2 separate regions of the Sus scrofa genome follow, and region 2 is linked to region 1. A link is a contact called in public Hi-C data. All regions are on one chromosome and are shown on one strand. The core of a region is the stretch at or near the end of the contact, and the rest is flanking DNA. Distances in the headings are between cores, read along the strand shown. Region 1 overlaps LOC102158243 (a long non-coding RNA gene). Region 2 overlaps LOC102158243 (a long non-coding RNA gene).

Region 1 (2,941 bases), core at 296-2,795:
TATTACTTTTTTAATGGAAAGGTTAATAATACAAAAAACTTAAAGTTATCAAGAAGTCAAATTGTGATGATGACCGTGTTTAAATCAAGTCTGAAGGATAAAAATAGGCAGGGATTTTGGGATTTTGAAAATACTTTTAAGGTATTTAGGAGATTGTCTTTATGTGTAATATCTCCATTCTTAGTGATTCCAGATAAATGATGTGTGACTGTAATTTCTTCCTTGGTTAAATTATAAGCTATTATACATTACACCATGATTGAATATATGCCATTTCAAACCAAGCCCAAGATAAATGACCTATATTTCAAGGTAAGCACTTTACATTTGAAAAGAAGACAACAACCTTGGACTATTACTAAATCTCAGAGCAGAAAGACTGATATATCACATATTCTAAATATCATTGAGTCGAAGGCAATGAAATTTATTATATACTATGAAATTTGAAACTGTATGTGGGCTTTTAAAATGTACTTCATGGTTCAGTACTATTAAGTCCTGATACATCCAGTTGATGCATCACGTCATCAACCTGCCAGGAAGCCTTTGGAGAGCCATTTGTCCCTGGATCCAAATCAAATATGTACCCTGACTGTTAAAAAATATTTTGTTAAACTAAATGACTGAGCAATCTTTGACAGGACTGCCAAATGAATGATGACAACGGTTGACCACTTTGGGCCCTGGGGCCATATTACCAAAAGGAAAAAGAGAAAAATCTGTTCTTTCTAGTCCGATCTTAGGCAGAACAAATGCATTATTCTTTCTTAAGAATTTTGGTTGAGGTCTAAGGTTCTTGCAGCTTTTCATATGGGAATTTAACAGAGTATAGATGTCACTTTTCCTGTGTATTATCTGAAGTGACATGTACTCAACAAATTGGGTGCATAACATTAGTTCTGAAGCAGAACAAAGTTGAGGCGGAATGGAAAGAGGTATGTAGGAGCTTGACTTCCCTGAGTTCAGATTTCAGCTTTACCACTTAGGAGGCTCCTAGTCTTACAGTGGAATAATAATATCTATCTTTTGGGACTGCTGTAAAGGTTAATGGTGAATGTTAAGTGCCTGACATATTGGAGGCATTCATTAAAAAGATAGCTTTTATTATTATTATCTAACAACAACAGTCTTATTCTGAAATTGCTAACTTAGAGGCTAATGAGGATAAACATATGAAAACGATTAAAAATAAGACGATTAAAAATAAGACGATGGGGAGCAGTCAGCTGGGAACTGCAGAACCTGCCTAAAGGCATTAAAAACAATAGTATCAACAGTAATCAACTCACCTTGTCAACTGAACCTATGGTATCTGCCTTTTTGGCCTCTAAACATTAAAATTCTTTCTAATAATGTATTTAGGAAAAGGCATCAGAAATTCTTTTGCCTTCGGGTAACTTTATACTCTAGGCAGGCAAAAGAAGTTTTCCTTTTTTTTTTTTTAACAAATAGTTTCTAAATTTAAGCTTCCCCTCATCCCTTTGACCAACACATTAGTAATTCTACACTTTCCAACACTGTTTTACTCCTCCCCTGCTGATTCAGAAAACATGAGCATTTGGATATTCAAGAGAAGCTTGTTCAGCTTTTCTATCCGATCACCTGAATCTGTAACTGAACCCAGGTTTAGCCGATCACCACTCACAAGCCAGTGATTCGAGAGGCAAGTGTTAATAGGAAGGAAGTGTGCTTTAATCCAAAAGCTGGCAGTCTGGAGGGATGGTGGACTCATGTCCAGAGATCAACTCTGAAGATTCTGCTTAGCCAGGACAGTTTTTAAAGTGAAAAATGGAGGGGGAAGAATCTCAGTGAATCGTGGAGGCAGGAGGTTGGGTTCTGCCGTCTCTTTTGCATGCAGACTGGCTGACTGTTGCCTGAGTCATCTGCCTGCAGGATTGCTTAGGGAGGTGATTGAGAGTAGAGAACTAGTTTTCTTTAGGAAAAGAATCAACAGGTTAGACAAGGCATGGTATGCATTCAGGAGTTTCAATTGCTTAGTGAACCTAATTCATGTAATTAGGTTCTTTTAAGGTTAGAGGGGAACAGAAATGGTCAAACAGGAAAGGAGCGAAAGAACTGCCTGCAGATTCCTGAAGTCAATAGAAAGAGAGCAGAGAGGAGGTACAGGCCACGTTTCCTTTCTTTCAGGAATATGCTGCATTGCTATGATTTTCAAGTCCGAGGCCCGCGACGATGGCTACATAAACGACTATGACTTCTCTAAGACAAAGCCTTAATTTTCAATTTTATTGCATTTCTTTATGTCTTATTACTCTTCCACATTATGTTTTAGGAAAGTTTTGGAAAATACCAAGATTTTACCCATGGGGGAAAAAAAATCCTTTAAACAATTACTCGGGTCTTAAGTTTTAGTTTTTTGGGTTTTTTGGTTTTTGGTTTTTTTTTTTTTCCCAAAAACTGGTTTTCCTCCTGCAACTCTTTCAGAGTTTACTTTCTCACAAAAGATGGGATTTCTGAAAAATTTCCACTGGCAGTAGTCCAGGGCTGTAATTACTTTAAATTAAACCCTCAAGTATTTCCCTTTCTCTTCCTAGCGCCACAAACAATTCCTTCGTCTGAGTGTTAGACTCCGTTTAACTCAGCAAGTTTTGAGAAGCAGTCTGCAAGGCCGCAGGGGGCAGAAATTCAAACTCTGACCTTGAAAGATGTTGCTGGGATCTATGGATGCATATGTTCAACATAGCCCGTAATGCATCCCCCGGGCTCAGGGGAATGTAGGGCACACAGGCGGCCAGAGTGTCTGTGAAGAGAGAAGGGGTTGAGGATGGATCCTGAAGTTGGGCAGGGAGTGAGAGGGTGCTTTTATCGTGGCTAGAAAGCAATTTTAGGCAGCTGTGTAAAATTATTATCCAAAAATGTAAGGATAAAACCTCGATCAGATCAAATAGTTAAAAGAAGTGATTCATAATTCAAGACT
Region 2 (2,908 bases), core at 210-2,709, 890 kb before region 1:
TTACATAGAGCTCTCTTTTCCTTCCTCTGGTCAACTACTGACTTTGTCTTAAGAAAGATAATCCTTATGGGACATTTTATCACAGAACTGATTTTACCTGTAGTTATAATATCACCTTTTATACTCGCAAGGGACCTTTGATTCCACTGCTGTATTTTAAGTAGAAAAATACGAACCAGATGCAAAGACTGCTGAGGTAGAATTTCTTTTGCTCCATTTAGAACCTCTGTTAATTCCCTGTTGTGCGTAGACGTATTAACAGTAGGTGCTTTAGAAATGGAATAAACAATGGTGAGAGAAACTGTTCATAGTATCTTATTATTTGCTAGTGAGTTTTGGCATCATCCTATTAGGAATTGGTTGGTTTACAATGTGTGTGTGTGTGTCTGTGTGTGTGTGTGTGTGTGTGGTGTTGCATACCCGCATGTGTATGTATATATATATACACACACACACATATATATGTACTTTAAAACAAATCTATAAACTTCTTGGAAAATGGGGGGAGATGAGAGGTTGATGGTTTAAATGTCTTTGTGAAGTAAATGCCATGTTTTTCTTTCTCTCAAGGTGAAAAGTGTAGAAATGTATCGCGTTAAATTGTGGCAGAATTTTTAGAAGAACGGGTACCACGTTAATTTTCTTTTACTAGCATATGTAAAACATTTGCAGAGCACTAGTAGAAGCTACACCTGTTCTGAAGTGCCCCAAACCTAAATTTCTCTTGGAAAAAATAGGGCACAGTCTTAGTCTGCAAACAGATTCCCTGTTATGGTGAGTGCCCCTTTCCTGGGCAGCCAGCAGCCTGTTCCATGGTTGTCTGCTGGGGCTTCTGCCAACTTGAACATGGAAACACGGATCAGCTTGCTCTTCTGGGCAGTAGAGCCAAAGTAGCCCCCTCATCCCTTTTTAAAACCTCATTGTATAAAGCAAAATAATACTTGGCTAGTGTGCTCTCTCTCTTTACTCTGTCTCTTTCGGTACATGGTAAGAATGTTCCAAAACAGTGTTGCTTCATTGAATGCCCTGGAAACATACTTTCACGGATGAGAACTAATTTGACATTTTAATTTTGTCCCTTTCTGTTGTTTAGAATTCAGTCAGCTGCAGGGACCTTGCCGAACGCGCATATGGAACATTCATATGTGCTGCTTGATTCTGTATGCCACCCTCATATTTTGAGATTTGTCCATAAAGTCAGCTTGAATTTGATAATATCCTGTCAATTAAACTAAACCTTGTTTTCAAAGCCAAATAGCACAAGTGCCCCGGGCACCTGCAAAAAACCCAGGCACATGGGCTCAAGTGGATAGTTAGGTGTGCAATTACTTGATTTATACACATGTGTGTTTCTGAAATTACAGCTGCAGGGTTTTGTGGTCTCTGTGGGGGTGTGAACAGTTTTGCTGGCAAGCCCCAGTATGCCTCACTTTGGAAATTTGGCTCCCAACATGAATTCCCTTCCCATCACCGATGGAGAACAAAGTCTATTTGTCACTTTTCCATTTGCCTTCCACAGTGATTCAGAAAGAAAACAGTCTTATTTTGCTGCTTTAATTGGGAATTGCTGATTCATCTCACAAGTGCAATCATCTTTGCTATTCATTATATAAACACTACTGTGGATGTGGTAGAAGTTGGTTTGGGGAGGGTGGCTTTCCATCCCCATTACTGACCCAAATACTTGTAAATTTGCTTGAGGAAACACAGTTTTTCCACAGAGCTCTCCTACTTCAACTTAATGTTTGGAAATTAAGGCCTTCATTCAAAAGGAGTTTCTGTTTTTCTTTTGGTTTTGCAGCTATTTAAGAACAATGCTTGCCTTGAAGTTCTCTGTATACTTTTAACCTTTTAACTTTGCTGCGGCCAAGCTTATTACTACTGCAAGCGGACTCAGTCACTCATGATAGTACAACACTCTTGAGACCTTATCCTTGCACCGTCTGGTTGAGTAATTAAATGCAGGGTAGATTTACAGTTCAGTGGACTCACTCATGGATGGGGTGGCAGCTATATCCTCTCTCCCTTTTGAATTTTCAACTTCACACTGCAGCTTTGTATCAGGATGACTGGAATCAAATGCAAAATCAAATATTAAAGAGCAAATAGAGAATATGAAAAGGGGGCACATTGAGAAAAGAGGGACAGGACATCAAAGGGTGTTGCCTTCGAAGCAAAGGAACATTTCTCTAACTTGTGCAACTTTGCAGCTTTGTTAATGTTAGAAAATGCAACTATTATTAGATTGCCTGATTTATAAGGAGATTGAACAAGGTCACTTCAGTAGTAGAGAACTCACACTTTTCTGCAAAACCCTGCCTTCCTCAAGGGGCTTATAGGAACTCAACATGGGTAGAAAAACCACGCCTTTCATGTCTTCTTGGAATAGTCACCTAGAATTATAATGGCTGGAGATTGAAAAGGCCTATTCAGCTCTGGGCTGCAGCCTCCAGGGATGAGGGCAGCATTTTCCCCCACTCTGTAGTACATTTTCCACTGTTTTGTATGGTTTTATTTTAATCGCCTCAGAGCCTTCTTCCCTTCTATGGAAAACTTGTTGCAGACTCTAGCCAATCTTATTGTGAAAGTTATTTTCTTACCAAAAGTTAAATGATATCTCTATTTGAGAAGTGAAAAACTTACAGTAGATGAATAAATATAGGTAAAGATATTTAGCATCCTAACTAGTTTAAACATTGTAGAATGGGGGGAAACTTCTGTTTTTATGCCATAGTGATAATAGTAAAGGTTTTAAAATGACGTTTCTTATAATAAGCAGATTTCTATAATGTATTAGGTGTATGTGAAATTGTCTTTTGAGCTAGTAAAACCGGAAACAAGCATAGGTTTATCAAAGGAGAGAGTAGAGTCTTATTTGATGTCTTTACTCTTGAAATAAAAAAATCCT

The links. Hi-C and Micro-C count contacts between places; a contact is called where the count stands out from the background.
Region 2: a Hi-C map of embryonic fibroblasts shows a contact between it and region 1, with 2.5 times the contacts expected there. The contact joins two enhancer-like sites. A contact is called at or near these places in 2 of 47 Hi-C or Micro-C datasets (embryonic fibroblasts and fibroblasts).

What each region holds. Positions count from the first base shown.
Region 1 is chr2:128,344,430-128,347,370 of Sscrofa11.1, reverse strand. The region is part of intron 10 of LOC102158243 (a long non-coding RNA gene); the gene reads left to right. Among named protein-coding and RNA genes, the nearest start is that of ZNF608, 190 kb to the right of the region's middle. Within about 2 kb of position 1,545, at least 6 of the 83 cell types and tissues checked have an H3K27ac peak or open chromatin away from gene starts, as enhancers often do. A contact at or near this core is called in embryonic fibroblasts, where this site is marked.
Region 2 is chr2:129,231,807-129,234,714 of Sscrofa11.1, reverse strand. All of the region lies in intron 3 of LOC102158243 (a long non-coding RNA gene), which reads left to right. Among named protein-coding and RNA genes, the nearest start is that of GRAMD2B, 320 kb to the left of the region's middle. Within about 2 kb of position 1,459, at least 4 of the 83 cell types and tissues checked have an H3K27ac peak or open chromatin away from gene starts, as enhancers often do. A contact at or near this core is called in embryonic fibroblasts, where this site is marked.